Regions from separate parts of the Mus musculus genome. Here all the other regions are linked to region 3. The links are chromatin contacts, called in public HiChIP or PLAC-seq, Micro-C and promoter capture Hi-C maps. All regions are on one chromosome and are shown on one strand. Each heading gives the region's core, a stretch centred on a gene start, on an enhancer-like site or on the middle of the called end of the contact. The rest is flanking DNA. Distances are from core to core; before and after follow the strand shown. Region 1 has its middle 38 kb from the start of 2310043L19Rik. Region 2 has its middle 27 kb from the start of 1700016C15Rik. Region 3 holds the start of Sdccag8 (serologically defined colon cancer antigen 8). Region 4 holds the start of Exo1 (exonuclease 1). Region 5 has its middle 27 kb from the start of Gm30115. Region 6 has its middle 48 kb from the start of Gm29856. Region 7 holds the start of 1700016C15Rik (RIKEN cDNA 1700016C15 gene).

Evidence for each region. Promoter capture Hi-C pulls out the DNA fragments that hold promoters and counts their contacts. Hi-C and Micro-C count contacts between places; a contact is called where the count stands out from the background. HiChIP or PLAC-seq counts read pairs in DNA pulled down with a chosen protein or histone mark.
Region 1: an H3K4me3 HiChIP or PLAC-seq map of the 230-238 cell line shows a contact between it and region 3, with 7 times the contacts expected there. The contact joins the enhancer-like site here to the promoter of Sdccag8 in region 3. A contact is called at or near these places in 10 of 39 promoter capture datasets (the 3T3-L1 cell line, the C10 cell line, cranial neural crest and 6 more), 11 of 115 datasets of contacts at active chromatin or transcription factors (the 230-238 cell line, T-cell acute lymphoblastic leukemia, astrocytes and 8 more) and 1 of 9 other capture datasets (adipose tissue).
Region 2: a promoter capture Hi-C map of hippocampal neurons shows a contact between it and region 3, with 6 times the contacts expected there. The contact joins the enhancer-like site here to the promoter of Sdccag8 in region 3. A contact is called at or near these places in 13 of 39 promoter capture datasets (the 3T3-L1 cell line, 3T3-L1-derived adipocytes, the C10 cell line and 8 more), 2 of 484 Hi-C or Micro-C datasets (bone marrow-derived macrophages and muscle stem cells), 19 of 115 datasets of contacts at active chromatin or transcription factors (the 230-238 cell line, the NIH/3T3 cell line, astrocytes and 14 more) and 5 of 9 other capture datasets (adipose tissue, bone marrow-derived macrophages, embryonic stem cells and 2 more).
Region 4: a contact with region 3 is called in a Micro-C map of embryonic stem cells, with 5 times the contacts expected there. The contact joins the promoter of Exo1 here to the promoter of Sdccag8 in region 3. A contact is called at or near these places in 7 of 39 promoter capture datasets (the HPC-7 cell line, cranial neural crest, epiblast stem cells and 4 more), 2 of 484 Hi-C or Micro-C datasets (CD4 T cells and embryonic stem cells) and 7 of 115 datasets of contacts at active chromatin or transcription factors (the NIH/3T3 cell line, acute myeloid leukemia, astrocytes and 4 more).
Region 5: an H3K4me3 HiChIP or PLAC-seq map of bone marrow-derived macrophages shows a contact between it and region 3, with 4 times the contacts expected there. The contact joins the enhancer-like site here to the promoter of Sdccag8 in region 3. A contact is called at or near these places in 4 of 39 promoter capture datasets (cranial neural crest, embryonic stem cells, hippocampal neurons and 1 more) and 5 of 115 datasets of contacts at active chromatin or transcription factors (astrocytes, bone marrow-derived macrophages, embryonic stem cells and 2 more).
Region 6: a contact with region 3 is called in a FOXA1 HiChIP or PLAC-seq map of pancreatic cancer cells. The contact joins the enhancer-like site here to the promoter of Sdccag8 in region 3. A contact is called at or near these places in 3 of 39 promoter capture datasets (the C10 cell line, frontonasal cranial neural crest and hippocampal neurons) and 3 of 115 datasets of contacts at active chromatin or transcription factors (bone marrow-derived macrophages, microglia and pancreatic cancer cells).
Region 7: a contact with region 3 is called in a FOXA1 HiChIP or PLAC-seq map of pancreatic cancer cells. The contact joins the promoter of 1700016C15Rik here to the promoter of Sdccag8 in region 3. A contact is called at or near these places in 11 of 39 promoter capture datasets (the 3T3-L1 cell line, the C10 cell line, the HPC-7 cell line and 7 more), 9 of 115 datasets of contacts at active chromatin or transcription factors (bone marrow-derived macrophages, embryonic basal ganglia, embryonic stem cells and 4 more) and 4 of 9 other capture datasets (adipose tissue, embryonic stem cells, liver and 1 more).

What each region holds. Positions count from the first base shown.
Region 1 is chr1:177,679,991-177,682,690 of GRCm38.p6, reverse strand. No RefSeq gene overlaps it. Among named protein-coding and RNA genes, the nearest start is that of 2310043L19Rik, 38 kb to the right of the region's middle. Within about 2 kb of position 1,285, at least 45 of the 459 cell types and tissues checked have an H3K27ac peak or open chromatin away from gene starts, as enhancers often do. A contact at or near this core is called in the 230-238 cell line and bone marrow-derived macrophages, where this site is marked.
Region 2 is chr1:177,701,652-177,704,368 of GRCm38.p6, reverse strand. No RefSeq gene overlaps it. Among named protein-coding and RNA genes, the nearest start is that of 1700016C15Rik, 27 kb to the left of the region's middle. Within about 2 kb of position 1,353, at least 193 of the 459 cell types and tissues checked have an H3K27ac peak or open chromatin away from gene starts, as enhancers often do. A contact at or near this core is called in the 230-238 cell line, the NIH/3T3 cell line, adipose tissue and 12 more, where this site is marked.
Region 3 is chr1:176,813,169-176,815,951 of GRCm38.p6, reverse strand. Sdccag8 (serologically defined colon cancer antigen 8) reads right to left here and starts at 1,292. Exons shown (of 18, transcript NM_029756.3): 1 at 897-1,292. The coding sequence starts at 963. It also overlaps a transcript of Cep170 not described here.
Region 4 is chr1:175,879,365-175,882,129 of GRCm38.p6, reverse strand. It overlaps Exo1 (exonuclease 1), which reads right to left and starts at 1,352. Exons shown (of 15, transcript NM_012012.4): 1 at 1,274-1,352; 2 at 930-998. It overlaps Gm36360 (a long non-coding RNA gene), which reads left to right and starts at 1,375. Exons shown (of 3, transcript XR_373723.2): 1 at 1,375-1,458.
Region 5 is chr1:177,755,765-177,758,464 of GRCm38.p6, reverse strand. No RefSeq gene overlaps it. Among named protein-coding and RNA genes, the nearest start is that of Gm30115, 27 kb to the right of the region's middle. Within about 2 kb of position 1,279, at least 9 of the 459 cell types and tissues checked have an H3K27ac peak or open chromatin away from gene starts, as enhancers often do.
Region 6 is chr1:177,503,132-177,505,831 of GRCm38.p6, reverse strand. No RefSeq gene overlaps it. Among named protein-coding and RNA genes, the nearest start is that of Gm29856, 48 kb to the right of the region's middle. Within about 2 kb of position 1,306, at least 7 of the 459 cell types and tissues checked have an H3K27ac peak or open chromatin away from gene starts, as enhancers often do. A contact at or near this core is called in pancreatic cancer cells, where this site is marked.
Region 7 is chr1:177,728,437-177,731,136 of GRCm38.p6, reverse strand. 1700016C15Rik (RIKEN cDNA 1700016C15 gene) reads right to left here and starts at 1,323. Exons shown (of 6, transcript NM_027077.2): 1 at 1,176-1,323. It overlaps Gm30115 (a long non-coding RNA gene), which reads left to right and starts at 1,062. Exons shown (of 5, transcript XR_373742.2): 1 at 1,062-1,474.

The DNA.
Region 1 (2,700 bases), core at 36-2,535, 870 kb before region 3:
GCACTGGGCGATCCAGTGCCTGGTGAAGATCTTGCCTGGGTTTTTAAAGGTGGCTGGTTAATAATTATGGACCCACATGGTGTGCGTGTGCATGTGTGTGTGTGTGTGTGCACGTGCGTGTGTGTTTAATCTTCCCTCTCCCCATCCTCATTTGTTTTTGAAGACAGTATCTGCTTGTGTAGCTCAGGCTAGCCTTAAACTCCCTTTATAGCTCAGACTGCCTTGGAACTTACTGTGTAGCTCAGTCTAACTTGAAACACACAATACTTACACCTCGGCTTCTCAAATTCCTGCTAGAATCACAGGCATGAGCTGCCATGGATTCAACATTTGTGTTTCTTATAAAAGAATATTAACTCCATTCGAGAGGGTGCCCCCTTTCATGGCCTGCTCTAACCTTAAAATCTCCCCAAAGTTCCTCATGTGACATATTTTCACTTGGAGGACCAGGGCTTCAGTGTGAACGTGGGATGCAGGAGAGTTGCCCAGGTCCCCTTCACAGCAGATGGTACAGGTAGCAAAGTTTGAAGATGGAAACAAACAAACAAACAAACAAACAAACAAACAAACAAACGATGGGAAGAGTCGGGGGGAGATTAGAACCTGAGACCTTTCTCCACTGTCTAGGGTATGTCAAACTCCAATGTGTAAGGCCTTGGACCACAGCATCTTTTTAAAATCCTCACAGCATCTAGGAGATAGAGCACTACAGTCAAAAACATGCTCAGGTCTTGTTAGCAGCTGGGCTGTCTCTAGTCCAGCGCTACTGTCTGTGCTTTCCCCAGCCTGGCAATGGCTTTTAAGGAATCTGTACGCAGGCGGGCATAGGGTGGAATGCTGAATCCCACTCCCTCAGTCGCTGCCTACTAAAAGGTTGTTGAATGAGTACTTGAAGGGATAAGAATTTGTGCGTTCATCTAATGCTCTCTTTAAAATTAACTATCCAGAGGGGCTAGGAATTAGGTTGGTTGTGGAGGGCTCCTCTAGCAACACAGAATAGAAGAGAAACTTCCAACCCCTGTCTTAAGTGAGCATGTGGCCCAGATTGAATTATTAGGTGTAGGGCTCCCCCTATTCCTCCAGACATCAGGAATCCCAGAGGCAGTGTGGGCATCTTCACCAGCTCAAAGGGACTTCGAGCCTCCCCATAGCGGGCGTGGTCTGCTGCAAGTGGGCGTGGCCCGTCTTTGGGAGGAGCCTGAAGAGTTCCCTCTCTGGGAGGTGTGGAGTGACTGCGGGTTTGGAGAAGTCCCACTTTCTCGAGGGAGGAAGCATTGGACTGTCCCGAGGGCCTTTCAGTTAGAGGAACCTGAGACTACAGTGGGCTCTCCTTAGTGAAGTCATTAGCTAAAACTGTGTGCAGGCCATGCTTCCCGGATGATCAGGATGCCTCTTGGGTGTGGAAACCTGGCCACTCTGCGCTGCGACTTCTCCTTTTTCAGGCAGAGCTCAGTTCACCCTCACAGAGGGATCTGGGTGAAAATTTCTACGGGGTTGGAAGTCGCAGTGTACGCAATACACTAGAGACTCCGCTCATCCTCTCCTTCTCCCCCCCCCCCCCCCCCAACCTGGTAGTGATGGAGACGGTTTTAGGTTGTATGTGTGCAAGGGTGGAGGTGGATGAGCACATGACTATCTTCCTGGTGCTTGCTTTTATGCCTGGAAACTGAGGCCAGGAAGTGACTTTTTTAAATACATGCTCCATTTCGAAGAGTCTTAGGGGCTGGAGGGCTGGGACCTGGAGTTTTGTTTTTACAATATAAAGGCTTCAAGCCCTTGCTGCACCTGTTTCTGAGTTATACCGGTTTTTTGTTTACCTTTTAATTTAACTATATGTTTATGTATACAGATCTCTTAATGTTGTTGATTACAGAAAAACTTTGTGTTATGATTGTTTTAAACTCCTTTAATGCTTATACAGATTTTCCTTTCTCATGTAGGGGTTTGGCATCCATGCATTATTTTTAATGTTTTTCTTCTTTTTAAAAATATTTACCAGGGACTGGAGAGATGGCTCAGCAGTTAAGATCACTGACTGCTCTTCCAGAGGTCCTGAGTTCAATTCCCAGCAACCTCATGGTGGCTCACAACCCTCTTTTTTGTCCTCTTCTGGTGTGTCTTCAGCTATAGTTTACTCATATACATAAAATACATCTTTAAAGAATTACTAGGTTGGAAAGTAAGAGCAGCAGAGTGCTTGCTCCTCACTTGGGGGTACCCAAGTTCAATCTGCAATGTCACCATAACAGAAGGTCTAGACATGTATGTATGTATGTATGTATTGCATGGTGCACAGGCCAGCAGACAACCCTTGGAGTCTATTCTTTTCTTCCACATGGAGTTTCCAGGGAAGCAGCTGATGATATCAGGCTTGGTAGCAGGCATGGTTAGCTGTGGAATCATCTCACTAGCCCAAAGTCTTCTTCTTTACATTCAAACTTAAACTATTTTTGCTTCGAAAATTCTAAGTTAACGGACACCCATTTTAAACACTTGGTCAGCAGGTCTAATATGTATTTAAGTGTGTGTGTGTGTGTGTGTGTGTGTGTGTGTGTGTGTGTGTGTGTGCGTGTGATGAGATGTTTAAATGCTATGCTGACCCTAATTCCATTCCCTTTCCCAGAGTCAACTGTTGTTAGGAATTGATATATGAATAGTTATTCTCTGAATTGTGGCATGTCTGTGAACACATGTACATGT
Region 2 (2,717 bases), core at 104-2,603, 890 kb before region 3:
AGAACAGACCCAGTCAAACACCTCTCCCTTTACCCCACTGCTTCCTGTTTCTTGAATCTGTCACAAGAAATTTCTTAGTGATAATTGTTTCCAAGCTTGCTCTCTCACCGACTCATAGGAATCCTGGTGTTTTGTTTTGTTTTGTTTTTTTCTATCTGAACACTCCCCTGGGTTATGATTGGGTACTCTGGGTGAGAACCCCAGGAGAAAGAGAGGGTGCATTGCTACTGAGGCTCTGAGAGGCAGAGAAAGCAGCATCCTATGGAGACAGGATGTGCAGGACCCAGAGGAAAAGATCAGAAATGTATACAGTCCAGAAGGCTGGAAAATGTGCAGCTGCCCTGCAAGTCTGCAGGGATCAAACCCCAGTCTGAAGGAAGGGCCTGGTTTAAAAAGACCCACCTATGTGTCAAAGTAGGGTTTTACACCTGTCTCCTGGAGATCTTCTATCTGCATGCTGTACTGTGCTTTTACTGGGTATTATCCAAGAAGGCTTGGAAATCTATAGCATGAATACAGTGTGTTTTTCATTTGGAATCTTATAGATGTATTACACATATTGCTCCTTAGCCCTGTAGAGTGTGCCAGCGGTCATATTCTTCCACCTTTAAGGGGGTTCTGGGGACTGAACTTAGTCAGGCTTGTGCCACAAGCACCTTCACCTGCTGAGTCATCTATCCATCTTTGAAAACTTTCTTAAGAAAGTGTTAGTCATTAGGAAGGAAGCAGAACTAATGGTAAACTTTCCATGACTCAGTGACTCAGGGAAAACTGCTCAGCGTACTCCATTTTTGGAAGGAGAGAGAAACAAATTATGTAATATTACAACAATGAATACTTAAATCCTGTTCTCTAGCGGCTGCTGGCAGAAGTGACTGGGGACTCAGAGGAAGGCCAAAGCCATCCTCATAGAGGTTTCTATTTTCCCTATTCATTTGCTCCTTGGAGTATTGTGAATCCCAGGGCCATTAGGGGAAAACCTGTGCAGACCAGCAGGGCAGGCTCTGACAATCCCAAGACAATCTCTCTCTCTCTCTCTCTCTCTCTCTCTCTCTCTCTCTCTCTCTCTCTCTCTCTCTCTCTCTCCTCTCTCTCGTCCCTGTGTCAAATGCATCCCTTTGTCTCCGAGTCATCTTTCCTTACAGAGCTACTGACTCTCAAGTCTGTTGTAGACTGTTGTAGCCACAGATTCGATGGCTGGATGAGAGACAGGGATGCCTCCTGCTCGTCCTGGAAATTTCATTACTGACTTGTCTGGCTCCCAAGGGAGGGCTTTCAAGCAAGCTTGGGCTGGTCCAGAGTTTCTGAATTTGAGGCTGGTTGCCTCTAGGTGGCAGCAATGTCCCATTTTCTGCCGCCACTGCTGCTCGGATTCGTTTCTCTCCCACCCTGTTAATTTGAGAAACTAGTGCTCAAGGGACTCTTCCAAGAGATCTTTCTTCTGTGCCCAGGCAGACTCGAGGCTTCTTGTGGTTTGCTGCCCGAGTGGAGACCCACATTTTTCGGAGTCAGCAAAGGGTGGGAAGACAGGCTAGTTGGAAAGAGAAGAGATGGAGCGACTTAGGGAAGAACGGAAGCAAGTGAGGTGGTGGCGAGGAAGGAGCCCCTGCAGGCATCAGTCGCTGACATGGCCTTTGTAGAGGGGCCACTGCGGGTGGGAGCTGCAACGCCTCGCAGAAGCTCCTGGGCTCCCCTTGGTTCATTGCCCAGGGTATAAAACCACAGAGGGAAGCAAGGAGAACTTTACTCTCAATCATGACCTGACGCCAGGCTGCCACACAGGGGCTACTGTGGCTCATTGCAGTTCTTAGATGGCTTCAGGGACAGAGCATAGAACTCTGTGTGACCCTGTGAAAGCCCCCTTCTCACAGGATCCCTTGGAACTTGGAGAGGATTTAGTAAAGTCTTATCCTCCATGCAAGATGTCAGACTAAGGGGGGAACAGGGTCGGTTGGGCTGTCGTCTGCCCCTGCATGCTGAAGATGTGGTAGCCATCTTCCTTAGCATTTTGGGAAGTTTCACTATCAAACGAACTCAAGACCTTAGTAAAACTGGGCTTGCCTAACACTTGTCACTTTAAGATTAGGAAATAGCTTTCTTATTACTTGCAACAATTACTTATTCACCCTGCCCCTTTTTCCTATTTCTAAGAGTAATGTCTCAATGTGTAGGCTAAGATGAGCAGCCGGTCCCCTGTCTCCATCCCTAAGCTGGGGTATTCAGTCCTGTCTCATGTCACACCCCTGTATACTGTATATCATATGCCCTCATGATTCCGATGCTGCCCACATAAGGATGTCCCCTCCAAAGCTCATGTCTAAATTTGGGTCCCTGTGTGACAGGCCTGAGGTGGTGATGTCATCAGTGGTTAGGGAACAGGAGGCATGTATATGTCTATGTTGTTGCTTGCAGCAGCCATGGTGTTCTTTTTCACACAGAGCCTCACTGTAGAGCCTTGACTGACTTGAAGCTTTCTGTGTATACCAGGCGGGCCTTGAATTTACAGTCATCTCCTGCTTCTGCCTCCTGAGGGCTGGGATTTGAGGAGTGAGCCACCACGTCCTGCCGCCAGGCCTCCGGAGTTCTTTTCAGAGCTCTGCACACAGGTGAGGCAGTACTATTGATTTCGCTGTAAAAAAGATTTCATGCAGAGCAGATATGTCTCCGAGCTGGGGTTTATAAGAGGAGGAAAGTATATGGCCCACTGGAATGTGAGT
Region 3 (2,783 bases), core at 43-2,542:
CTTAACTTCTGAAAATAAATCAGTCTTATGTTCATTATTCTTTTGGTTAACTTGTTCTCCATAATAATCATGTTGTAGTTGACACCACGAATTCACTATAACAAAGTCTCAAGTTTCCGGAGATTTCACATGTGGTCAAAAGAACAGAGCTAGCTAGCTATGAGTATGGAGAGCACTTTGCCAGATAATTATTCTTCTGGTTCTTTGCTCAGAAAACTTGAATTAACTAAGCTAGGCTTCGATTATAGTAATTATTACTTGATTAATAAGAAAGGCATAGGCTTTGAAGGTGGATAGGCCTGAATTCTGTACATGCCTTTGCCGCTACCAACCAGCTGTGTGAGTTTTGGCTTTGGTTTCCTGACCAGTAAAATGGAGTCATTAGTGAGATAAAGTTTTAAATACTTTGCTATATGAAAATAATGTAGATCAGTAGATATTGTATTATTTCAAATAACTATTAGTGTTTTCTTTCTGGACTTATACGTCAGATTTGCTATACTACACCAGAATTTGCATGTGTAAGAAATATAAATAAGGAATTTATTGAATTAAACAGCAACAGTATGGCAACAGGGTAAAAGTGGCATGGAGCTGCCCATGAGTTTGTGCTGGCACTGGTTGATAAGACACTTAAATCAAGATGTAGGTTCCTTGTTGGGTCAGGTAACCAACCACAAGGATAAGGATAATGCTGCTTAATCCTAAAAACAAAACTAAAAGATTTCATCCATAAGGTCAGAGCAACATCGGTCGTCTTCCTCCACAGCCTGGCTAGTGCTCAAGGAAAGTCTCTGGAAAAAACAAAACAAAACAAAAACAAAAAAACAAAAAACAACCCACTATTGCCCGTGGTACCTAAGAGCTACTAGGCACTGAGATTCGGAGCAACTCACCCCGGAGACTCCGTTGGTATTGCCCCAGACTGTCCTCCAGGGTAGAGTTCCCTGGGGACTTCGCCATGGGGTCAGAGATGGGAGTTATGCGGGAAAGTATCCAGTGCACCCCTCCGAGGACAGGCCTAGCGCTGGGGATGAGGGGATGCCTGCCTGCTTCCTGTCGCTGCTGTCACTAGGGAACCAGGAACCCCGGACCGAGCTCCTAGGGGCTCTTCCTACCCCCTGGCCCTCATGGTGAACGTCGGGAATTGTAGTTCTCAGGCTTAAAGCCTGCAGCCTCGAGAGTCCTATGAGCCTTCCAGCTATACTACGCTTCCCAGAGGGCTATGCGCTCGGAGCGCCACTCCGACAGTTTAGCGGCCTGAGGCTGTTGCCAAGAGACGGGTTGGCGCGCCGCGCCCTTTCCCTTTTGCATCGCTTGGATTAGTCCCGCTGTCCTGCCATCCTCAGCCAGCTGGATAGACTCGCTGACAGAACCGGCCCGGTGAAGGACTTAAGACTCTTCAAAACGGGCCGGTGTGGAGTTGATCCCTGAGCCCTCGCAAGCATTCACTGCAAACTCGGTTTTAGTTAGGAGTTCTGTCAAAACTGTTTTTCTCTAGAAAATGAAGTGTAAATCTTCCAAACAGCCAAACTGTGAAAGTGACGGACACTGCAACTCCTAGCCTGCTCAGAGCCCCGCCCTCCGCGTGGAGTTGGCGCGCTGCCCGCTGGGAATCGTAGTCCTGGTTGGTTGCGGTCCCACTCCAGCCAAGCGGCTCTTTATTGTTCAAGACTGTCTTGAGGGCACGCCTGCGCAGTGGGCAGCTGCGAGAGCGTGTGGGTGAGACCCTCTGCAAAGCCCCCTTTCATTGTCTGGGTCTGGCGCCTGCGCAGTGAGGCATCGCTGGGCCCTGGCTGGAGGAGGGAGAGGACCTGGCTCGCTGCCCTTTGCGAGGCGCCTGCGCACTGAGCTGCCGTTCGCTGCCGTTCCCGCTATGTGTGGGGCGTGTGTGGAATAACGTTATTGCCCAGCGGAACCGAGGGGCCCCCAGCTCCACGGCGGCGGCGACGACGACGACGACAACGGCGAGGGGGTGGGGGGAGGACAGCGTGGCAGAGACAGACGGGACGCGCCGCGCCCCGCCTCCCGGTCCGGTCCCTCTCTGCGGTGAGGGGTAAGTGATGCGCTCGGGGTCGGCATGGCCCGGGATTCTGCACATCCATAGCTCCGGCGGCCGGGGCCGGGGCCTGGGCGCGGCCCGCGGCGGGATGGAGTGCGGGCCTGGAGGGCGAGGGGCGCCACCGGGACGCCCCGCGCGGCCGCCGCCCTCCCGTCCCCTCCCTCCCCTCCCCCATGGGCTGCGGCCGGCTGCACAGGGCCGGCTTCCCTTCAGTGCGCCCGGTCCTCTTCTGTTCACTCCCGCTTTGTGTAGCCGCCGCCTGAGCTGCCTGGGAACGCTGCGGGCGGAGCGTCTAAGGAATGGCTGCGCTGCCGCTGGGCAAGGGAGTTTTCCAGGGCGCCCATCCCTTTTGTAGGGTTGGTTTCGGGGTGTGAGGAGGGTGGCGGCGGTGAGGAGGGGGTGACGGACGACTAGCCTTCAGATGGCGTTGGGAGGGCGTGGAAGACGTGCTGTCACGCAGGCTGCCGGGCGACAGCACACCACGTAGCCTCCAGCTCGGTAGTAAACCCACGGGAGGAGCGAGTGGCTTCCTGTGGGCTTCATTGTCCCAAGATTCAGTTGTTGGGTTTGGGTCTAGTTCACTTCCATTTTTATTCAAGGGAGAGAGAGAGAGAGAGCAGCTGCGTGACATGTACGGGAAGACAAGGAATTGTGTCCTAAGTCATATGATCTCTGTTTTCTGATTTTGAGTATAAACTGTCGTCCTGACCCCCATCCCCAA
Region 4 (2,765 bases), core at 103-2,602, 930 kb after region 3:
GAGTGTGTGCATGTAATGAGTGTGTGGGTACATCCATGCAGAGCCCAGAGCAAGGCATTGGGTGTCTTCCTCTATTGCTACCTGTCTATCACCTTGAGGCAGGGTGTTACGGAACCAACTAGGCCCAATGAGGTCTTGGGATCTGCCACCTCTGCCTCCCAATCTCTGCAGTTACCAGCAGGCTCAGGCACAGGGGGTTTTAATGGGGAGGGGGCTGGGGGGAGGATTCTAACTTAGGTCCTCATGGTTGCAAGAGCAAAGGCTATTACCCTCTGCAACTATTCTTTCTGTGTATGATGCATGCGTGATGGAGTTTGAATCGGAGGATGTGAAAGGCAGTCCACCTTGTTTGTTTGAGCTGCGTCCACCAGGCTAGTTAGGTCTTAGGCTGAGCTCTCTGGGATTTTCCACTCTTACCTTCCCCTCTCTCAGCAGTGAGGTCACAGGGACAGGCACCTGATTCAACAGACCTAAGATCATGTTCTTAAAGACTATGGGATAAGCCAGAGGTGCCCTGTTGACACCACAGGAAAGTGGCCATGCCCTTAGCTAGCAGCCCTGACACTTGAGAGATTCATTTACCTTTAAGGTCATGCCCATTAACTATGAATCCCTAAAGGGGGGCATGAACCCGTAATTTTAAACATCAGCCAATTTGGGTGCAGGTGGGTCTGTGTAAAACGAGTCCACTACGTTTAAAAGACAACGTCTCTAAAACATGATTTCGTGCATGCTGGGGGGGGGGGGGGTTGGGGTGGGGGAGGGACATAATTACATTTCGTGAAATTTCCTTAAGTTTCTTTCTTCTAGGCCAACTAAATCTCGAATAAATATTTCCTCTTTAGTATAGAAGTGACTGAGTGCCATGTGGCGCATCAACACCAGAAGGTCGCCGGTGGTACCCGAGGTAACAGCAGCAGCGGCTTCACCTTAGTCCCGTCTCCCGAACGAACAGGCATAGCACACAAGTCCATTCCAGGCGCCGTGGCTCCTCAAACCTGCACAGGAGAGAGCATATACAAAGGGAATTCATCGCTAGGTACGAGTGTTGGTAAGGACACACGTCAGCCCGCCTCTGCGGAAAGCGGGAGACCCGGAGGCCGAGGCAGTCGCCTGCAGGCGCTCCACGCTCCCGCTCACTTCCCGGAGATCCGGGTTTCGCGCCGAGGGGCAGAAGGCACGTGGATCAGAGTCATGGGGACCCCACTTTCCTCCACACGGCCCGCTGCTCCAGTGACCGCCCGGCCGCCCGCATAGGGGCTCGCTCGCTCACCTGGGGTTCAGAACGGCGGCGAGCGGCTGCTGCAAGCGCAGCCATGGACCTTTCGATTTGCGCGGGATCGGGAAGCCCCGCCCAGCGGACATGACGTCCCTGGGCGTCCTGAGCCGCAGCCTCCACCTCCCGCTTTCTATGACCCGACTTTCCTCTTAGCCGAGTCCTGAGCCCTTCCTTGCAAGGTAGGAAGTCCGCCGCCAATGGCCAATGCCATCTCGAACTCGGCGACGCTAGAAGCGAAAAGTCGGCTTGTTTGTGAGAGAAGTGGGGTGGTGGTAAGGGAGGGGGCAAGAGAAACTCTAGGCCCGGAAGTTGCGCTCTCGCCGGTGCTGCTGGGAGTTGTAGTTCTCCCTTGACCAAGCCACTGGATCCAGGTACATGCGTGCTAAAGAACTCCCAACTTGGAGTCAAACATATTTTGTTATTTTAAACCCGGAAAAGGAGCCCAGTTCATAGTTGCTTAATTCCAGGCCAACACCACAGTCTTTCGTCTCCGAAACATCCTCACCTCTATGCAAATTGAAGTTTTGTACAAAGCTTTCATGTTGCTATAGTTTGATTATAGTCTGCGCTTACCCACTTTATTCATTATATGGCTTTATCCCTGATACGAGTTGGGAAAATGTTATCCTTATAACTAAGAAACAAAATGGCCCAATGGTTCAAGTTATTAAACCCTGTATATTGTTGGTTGTATTGGGTCACATTTCCTAGTGTTATCAAGGAAAGAAAACCCCTCTAGTTTCTCTTCTTAATGGACTTTTAAAAACTTACTAATTTTAGAAGTCACACAGCCGGACTGTACATAATTTAGTCTCTTACTGTCTTTGCCCCAGCAGACTCCTCTGACTGAAGCTATCTAAGTGTGAAATTGAAAGACTCCGAGAGGAGCCCCTCGCTCAGGCCTCAGGACAATAGCGGACACCCAAGAACTCATGAGAGACCAAGCTTGATGCAAACCACATGAGGCTTTATTCGGGGAAAGCTAGAGCTCTGGGGACGACTCACATCCCACGCAGGAGTAGAGGAGTCGACCCTGAGGGGAAAGGGGTCTCAGTTTTTATAGGCCCTGGGGGGAAGGAGAAGGGGGGAGTAGGGGATTTCCAGATCTAAACAATGTCTATTCTCAAGAAATGGGTATGGGAGGGGTACAAGGAAAGAGTCTGGTGCAGGTGTAGCAACTCCGGATTGGCTGGGCTGTGGTTGCTGGGGAGATTTTCTGACTCTCCCAGCAACCAATATCACAAACACCTGGCAGTGAGGTGCAGCAGTGGGCACACACATGGGTTCAAGGAATGGTCAAAACATTGGCAGACACACAGGTTCAAGGAGTGGCCAGAGCATTGTGCACCTCTATTTTTTCTAAATCAGTGAAGCTAGTTCTGCTAACAGTGACATCAATCTTGCCAATTTCAGGGCTTCTGTGACCTTTTACATTCTGTCAGGATCTTTTAAAATAAGAATCTTCCCTGCCCATGTCTGTAAAAAA
Region 5 (2,700 bases), core at 30-2,529, 940 kb before region 3:
ATATCTCCCCTGTTTATATCTCCCTTGTTTATATATCTCCCTTGTTTTTATATCTCCCCCACTAATAGTAATCCTCTCTCGAATAATAATCCCCCCTCTAACCCGGGCCTCTCACTCTTATATACTCTCAGTTCCCATCCACGCACAGCAGGCCACGCCACCTCACCAGGCACGCAGCTTCAGCTAATCAGGGCAGCAGGGGCAAATCTCCACCAAATTGGATTCACCTGTATCCTGGTACACCTGCGCAGCACTCAAGATGTTTGTGTCTTATATGAGGAAGTCAGGTGCAAGTCATATGACTTAGCTGCAGTCCCTGGCGCCTTTAGGACTGCCGCCACACCCGCTCCCCACAGGCAATAATGGGAGGTACAATTATTTAACAAGGCATGGGACATACAAAAGACAAATTAAAAGTGGTGGAAATTGTTGGCAATCTGTAAGGATTAAATACAAGTAAAAGGCAAAGAATGGCAAAAGCCATTGAAAAACAGTCAAACTTCATTGAGTGAGGAACTTAATTTTAACCAAAAGAAACAAGTCGGGGTTGAGGATATAGCTCAAGTGGTGGACTGCTTGCATGAAGTGCTCAAGGCCCTGGGACTGTATGAAGGGGGATCGTGATCTCAATATCTCATTACCCAAACATGTGCTGATGTTATTTCTTCTTGCTTTCCCGAAAGGTTTATGTGGGTCGTTACTAATGTTTGTGTGCCTTGGAGTAAAAACTGATTCACCTTTGTGGGGTCTGGCTCAGAACTCGCAGATTCTACATCTGAAGCTGGCCTTGCAGAGCTTACAGAGACTGGAATCTGTGGTGGTGTGGGTAGTCAGTGCTGTGCTTTCAGGCTGTAAACCTGTCCTGTCTTTTTTTTTTTTTTTTTTTTCTTTTTTTTGGTTCCGAAGGAGTACTGAGAATAATACTTAGCATCTGGAAGAATTCCATATTGGTGCTTTGACCCATGAGCCGAGGGCTAGCTGGAGGGAGAGACCACCTGGAAGTCATTAGAACTGCTTCTGCCTAAGGAAATAGTAAACCCAAAGCATAAGTATCCTTGGGGGACTGAAGGTGGTGGTTCTTATGCTAAGATCCTGTTTCCCAGTTGGTTCTTGATTTGTCAGTAAAGAAAGCTGGGGGCCTAATTGCTGAGTCGAAGGTACAGGCGGGAGTTACGGGGTCCCAGGAGGAAAAGGGAGATGCAAGGAAGGTAGAGGAGTTTCTGCCATGCTTTGGAGGAAGAACACAGCAACCATGTGAGGACTAGTGGGGAGCTGGGTCCTGTGGCCACTACTATAGGTGGGTGGCCAAGGATGCTTGATTAGGGGCTAGGTGGGACTAGCCACTAAAGTTTAGGGCAGATGGAAGAGATGGAGATAATAAATTGGTAAGGGTAAGCTTTTGCAGGCAGGAGATATCAGCACCCAGTAATTGTGCCAAGAAGGCAAGTTATAAAGGAAAAACTATGTCTGTCTTTTACCTGCAGATTCAAGAAAGCTGGGAGGGAGCTGGTAGTGCGGCCACCTACCAGAGCAAAAGGCAGCATCTTTAAAACTACGTTCAGTAGTGGGTTGGGGGTACCACATTAAATTACAAGAGTAGTGGTTCCTTGCACTTCTCCCTATGGGTAAAAGATGTGGGTTTTTGGAGTCAGCAGATTGTCACAAGCGTAACCTGTGACTACCCTAGTTGTATCTGGGTGTGCCATATGTGATCCATTGCTTAAGCAAATCCATACATTCCTTCCTAGATGGCATGCAGCTTCTGAGTGACCTCCCCCCGCCCCATCCCTATTTTTAAAGGCTTTTAGAATTGGTTCCTGCATGCACTTTCACTGTCCTTCCACAGGAATGTCTTGACACAAACCCTGTGTCGTCATCTGTCTTGAATATTGATCATTGGCCCTTTATGCTGGTGGAAGTGTGCTTGTTCATCCTACTAATCAAGAAGTAGCAACCACTTGTGGTTCAGTGAGATGGCATTTGTATGCCAGTAATTAATCCAACCAAACTTCAGGGGCCATCTGTCTCAGTGAAATGTTCTGTAGTACAGTGGGAGAGAGTATTAAGATAGCCTTTGGGCTAGTGAGATGGCTGAATGGCAAGGGTTTAGGGGGCAATTCTGATGCTAAGATCCTGCTTCCCAACTGGTTCTTGATCTATCAGTAAAGAAAGCCATGGGCCAATTGCTGGGCAGAAAGTACAGGCGGGACTTCCGGGCCCCTGGGGGAAAAGGGAAACACAAGGAAGGTGAATGAAGTTTACCATGTGTTGGAGAGAGGAGAACCAGACAATCATGTGAGATCTCAAGACAGAGTGGCCACATAGGGTGCTTTTACAGGTAGGTGGTCAGGGGAGTTGAGCAACTGAAGTTTAGGACAGCTGATCGGACTGAGATAAGGAATTGATAAGGGCACGATTTTCCAGGCGGGAGATAGTGGTGCCAAGCAATTGTGCCAAGAAGGCAAGTTGTAATTGAAAATTGTGTGTGTGTGTGTGTGTGTTCTAAGAAGTGTGTGTGATTTAAGGAAAGCTGGGAGGGGGCTGGTAGTGCGGTCATGCCCAGGAGCTAAAGGCAGAGCATATAAAACTACACGCTAGACAAGAGCTCTTGTACAAGCCTGATGACTTGAGTTCAATCCTTGGAACCATGTAAAGGTGGAAGGTGAGAACTGACTCCACAAAGTTGTCCTCTGACCTTGA
Region 6 (2,700 bases), core at 57-2,556, 690 kb before region 3:
GAGGAGGCTCCCCATGGGTCACTGGTCTGCCGTATCTTCTAGCAAGGTCTCTTCTTGCCCATCAGCTCACTGAACGTACTGGCATCAATAGACTGGTTAGTACAAACCAGTTCATTTACTGAACAAAAGATCTCCTCTGTTAAAAAGTAACAGATGAGCATTCTTCCACCATCGGTATCTGACAAGCTCAGAAAGAAGTTTGAAAACCATTATCTACTTCTCTAAACAACGTCTTACATTTTCTGACCTCCAAACGACAATGTTTAAGAAATCCACAATGAAGCGGGCATACAGTTTGGCAGGCTCAAATGTTACAAGAACACATATGGAATGTATTTTATAGAAACATAAATAATGTACATAAAGAAAAATAAAGGGAGGGATGAAGGTTCAATGAAAAAAAGACGACAAAACAGAAGTATGAAGAAGACAGAAGAGGATGTATTGGTTACTTGTGGCTGCTGTAACGAGTTGCCCGCTGGGTTAATGGCTTAAAGCTGCAGGAATATATAGAATAAGAATTCTTAGGCTGAGATCGGAATGTCAGCAGCTGTCCATATTCTCCAAAGGACTAGAGGACTCTGCCCAGGCTGCGCACTGACTTGTAGTGTCCTCCAGCTTGCCTTGGCAATCCACTGCACCATCCTCTGCCCTCCGTATTAGATCTCCCTCTGACTCCTTTTATAAGGCTGTGTGTGATTACAGTTGGGGTCTGCCAGGATAATCCCATGTTCTTAATGTAATCATATTTTCAAAGTCTCTTTTCCCACATATGTAATCAACATGCGTTTCAGGGATTAAGACTGATGCTTCCATGAACCTTAGTCAGTCTACTGTAGGGGCGGAGACTGTCATAACAGCTACAGAGGACACATTTAGACACAGACATGAGGATCAAAGAAGAGCTAGGCCTGTGTCTTAGGGGTAGAAAAATTAATTAATTAATTATTAATTTAAAAACTCAAGTTAGTTCTAAGTGCTTCCAATTTCTCCAGGAGGGAGAACTGCTTTCACATTTAAAATGGCTGGCCACATTCCATTCACTGATAATTAATGACAAAGCTGAGTGAGTAGTTACTGAGTGTGTGTGTGTGTGTGTGTGTGTGTGTGTGTGTGTGTGTGTGTGTGTGTTGCTTAGCACAAATCAGTATGTCAGGTTCTCAAAGAAATGGCAAAACAAGTAAACTCACTTATGGCATGTTCCTTTGTTCTTCAGGACAAGTCTTCACATCACAGCCTCTAAGAGTGGACACTGTCACTGTGAGCTTCCCCCCTCCCCACCCCCCTACCCCCACTGCTGCAAATCCACACCTCTTTCTCTTTAGTCACCAGGTTACCCAGTGCCGGCCATGACCCTTGGCACACAGGAAACACTTAGTTGGTATTTGTTAAATGAATAATCATAGGCAATGCTTTCCAGGACTTCATGTGTCTGGCACTTTGCGGGGAGCTTTACGTTTACCAAACCTCTTAGGGGAATGGGGAGGAGGGGAAACAGAAAGAGAAGAGAAAATGAAAATAAGAGAAGTACAGGAAGACAGTATGGGATGAACAACTGTCTGCTTTTTTATGTAAAGGGGATAACAGAATAAAAGAAAGATGAAAACGTTGGAACCCTGATGCTTACTCAATACAAAGGTTTTGAATGAATTATGAAATGGGCATAGGGTGTGAGTAATGTCAGGTCACTTCAAGCATGGTGCAGATTTTGAAATTAGGTTTCCCTATATCTGTCATGCTGGTATATGAACAGAACAGGGTACAAAACAAGGACACTCATGCCACAAGCTGCTGTAGATTTAATATGGGTTGGCACAGTGCTCTGTAACTTAAAATTTTTTCAAACTCCTATTTTTAATGATGGTTCTTAAATGCTTTTACCTCCATTTTAGTCCACCACCCACCAGAGGGTGGGAAAGAAAGGCTATGGGGGAAGTGGACCTGTTTAGAAAGGTTCTTGGGAGCAACTCCAGTCTGTGTTGTCTGGAAATCAGCAGTTCACAGGTCAGCAGCAGTAGCTCGATCCAATCACAAACATTTCACGGACACACCAGCAGTCCAGCAGTGGTGACACTACCTAGTAGAGACAGCCAGGCCTCAGCCTCAGCATGGGCAGGAGGAGGAATCAGAAGGAACTTCAGGAGAAGTTCTGGGTTGTGCCTCTCTCAGCTAAGAGAAGATCAGCGAAGACTTGAGACCCACAAGCATTGCACAGCTAGCTGTACTAGTGAACCAAGCTCTGCCTCCATCACTGTCCATCGAGTCCCATTTATACCCTCCAAACATCAATTGTCTTCTCAGCACGTCTGTCTCAGCTGACATCACTCTGCCAATTAGCCTGAGTCAACAGAAGTGGCAAGAAACTGCAGCGCACCACCAGAAGTATTTTGGTGTGCTTCTCTCTATGGAGTCCTGACAAATGCAGCTTAAGTACACAGTGTAAGGCAGACCAATACATACCTGTTGTTAGCAAAGAATCCTTTATCACATGTCCTTTCGCATGCTTGGTTTAGCAGAACATTCTTTCATCAGCTCTTTGCCCCAGCAAAACACCATCCAACCGACTTTCCAAAGAACCCTTAAGTTTCCACCTCAATGCTCCACAGAGAAATGTGACGATCTCACGCTCCCATTGTGGAAGCAGAGCACACCAGTTGAGAAATCACAGAGAAATCACAGAGAACGTGACAAAGCAGAGAG
Region 7 (2,700 bases), core at 74-2,573, 920 kb before region 3:
AACATAATATGCTCAGAAAAATAATGCTATAATAGAAAAGGCATCCATAATTTATATATCTAAAGCGGCATTATTTATTTTCTAGAAAATAATCTTTGGTTTTGTTTTTTTTTAATGTTGTGAGATAATTTCTACATTGCCACAGTTATTGTAATTCTTAATCTTAATATTTAATAGTTATTAATATTATAGAATATTAATATATTAATAGTTACCATATATTAATAGTTAATCTTAATGTTTAGTGTTCCCAACACCTTCTAACACCTGAAACCCTTTGGTGACTGATTACATCCAAACCATAGCAATCAGCTGTGTAGGGTTATCAGCTGTGTGTAGATAGTACCTGTTGACTTTCTAGATACATTTTGTAAAGCCCTTTCTCCTTGGAAGAGCTGTGTCTGTATTCAGGACATTCAGGGTAACATAGTCACATGACAACATAGAGACAGCATAGGGGTGTTAGACCTGCTTAGCCCCGTGGCTGCAGGGTTGCTCTGCAGCTGGGTATACCAAACTTTTATAAAATACTGAGAAAAAAAATATTCAAAACATCCCAAGTAGACCACTGTTCACATTCTAAAATAATTTTTAGGGGCAGAGACATAGCTTAACGGTTTCAAGAGCTTGCTGTTTTTTCAGAGGACGAAGTTCAGTTCCCAGTACTCAGGCAGCTAAAACTTCCTGAACCTCCAACTCCAGGGGATTTGCTAGCTTTCATGGCAGGAAGCATGGCAGCAGGTCTCATGTACACATACCCGCACGCAGATATATACACATACCTAACACCTGAGTCGAGTTGGGGGGAAGAATTCCTAGCTTTGCAAAGAATTCCAACCATAAAGTTGTAAGTTGTAAGCACCTATTCAAAATGTGCCAGGTAGTGATGGCTTGTGCCTTTAATCTCAGCACTTAGGAAGCAGATATCTGAATCCGAGGCCAGCCTTGTCTATGGAGTGAGTTCTAGGACACCCAGGATAACACAGAGGAAATCCTGTTTTGAAAATCCAAACCAAACCAAACCAATTAACCAACCTACCAATCAACCATCCAACCCACCAACCAACTAACCAACCAAGCAAACAAACAAAAAGCAAAAGCAATCCTCTCATTTAGCCATGTAGCCACGGAGTGAGAGGAGAGAGGCCCAGGCAGTAAGAGCCTTGCTGCATTACCGGCTTGGCTTGGGCAGCAGTGGGCAGGGGCCTCCTTCTTCAAAGAAGTTTTCCTCTGAGGGCAGCAAGAAATTGAGCCACCTCTGTGTGGGGCATGCTGTGAAAAGTACAAGGCAGAGCTGTGAGACCTGATCCCTTTACATCACTCAAAGGGGATTATGATGCACGGTGGAGTGGAAAGTTGTGCTAAGCAGTGCTGTTCAGGCTTAGAGAAAGCCTGTTTTGAACGTCTCTAACAGAAAGCATAGCTGCGCATAGAACGTAAGGGCAGAAATTGGTGTCAGGGAGAAACCATACAGGTAAGTGACCCAGACTATCAACCACTAAACTTGTTTTTCTACAAACATTGCTTCAAGGGGAACGTAAGGTCAGGGATCTGGTGTTGCATGTGTCCTTTGCAAGTTGGAACTGAGAAGGGCTGTCACAGGGACAAAGGAATCCAGCACTGCCTGGTCTAAAATGACACTAGTCTATGGAAGGCCGCTGCTACTAAAGCCATTGAAAGAGGTTTTTAATTGTTCAGGAATATGATTCAAACCAAGCCACCAACCATCACTGTTGCACAACTACACAGAGAAGCGAGTCTCAGCCAGGAAAGAGAATGGCTGTAGAATGGTTGTTCAGATACCATAGCAAAACTAAGCCCAAAACAAACACTGGCATTGTCTACAAGAGGCTGGCCTGGAAACAGGGCAGGGCTCGATCAAACAAAGTTTGCAAGTAGGAAGAGAAATATTCATCTGCAGCTCCTGATGGCATGGACAGGAAGCCTGGGCCAAGGCTGTTTTTTTTTTTTTTTTTTTTTTTTTTTTCCTTTCAGTCTGGGTCCCACCCTGTAGAATGATGTCACTCACAACCAGGGTGGTTTTCACACTTCCGTTAAGCCCCTCTAGAAACACCCCCTCAACATGCCCAGGGATGTGTCTCCTAGGAGATTGAAGTTGACAGTGAAGATTAGCCATCAGGACAGTTATGACTTTTCTTCTTCAGATTTTCAAGTTTGGAAGTATAATCCTTAAATAACTCTCTCCAGTGTCTGCTGGGGAGTCATGAGCTGGGGACAGCATCTCTTCATTATCTTTCCTTCCTTCTGTGATGATTAAAGAGACTTCTCTCATTTGCATAGACTCTCTAAACATTCCCTTAAGCTGACAGGATGGCTCAGTGGACAAAGACACTTGCCACCAAGCCGGAAGACCAGAGTTCAATTCCTGGGACCCACGTTAATTTTAAAAAGTGAGAACTGACTCCTGTAAGTTGTCCTCTGACTTCCACATGTGTGCTGCATGCTGCTTCCCCCCCCCCAAGTAAACAGGGGTGGGTTGTTTTAAAAATAACACCTGTTTCCAGAATTCAGGTAATATAGAAAAACAAAGAATATTTAAAGTAATATAATCTTCAACCCAGAGAGACTAGTATGCATATCTAATTAATCACTAATTAAATTATGGCTACTACTGGGGCAGTGTGTAGTGTCTTGGTGCCTAGCTGATCAGAATTCCTTCCAGTATGGAGCAATTGTGCT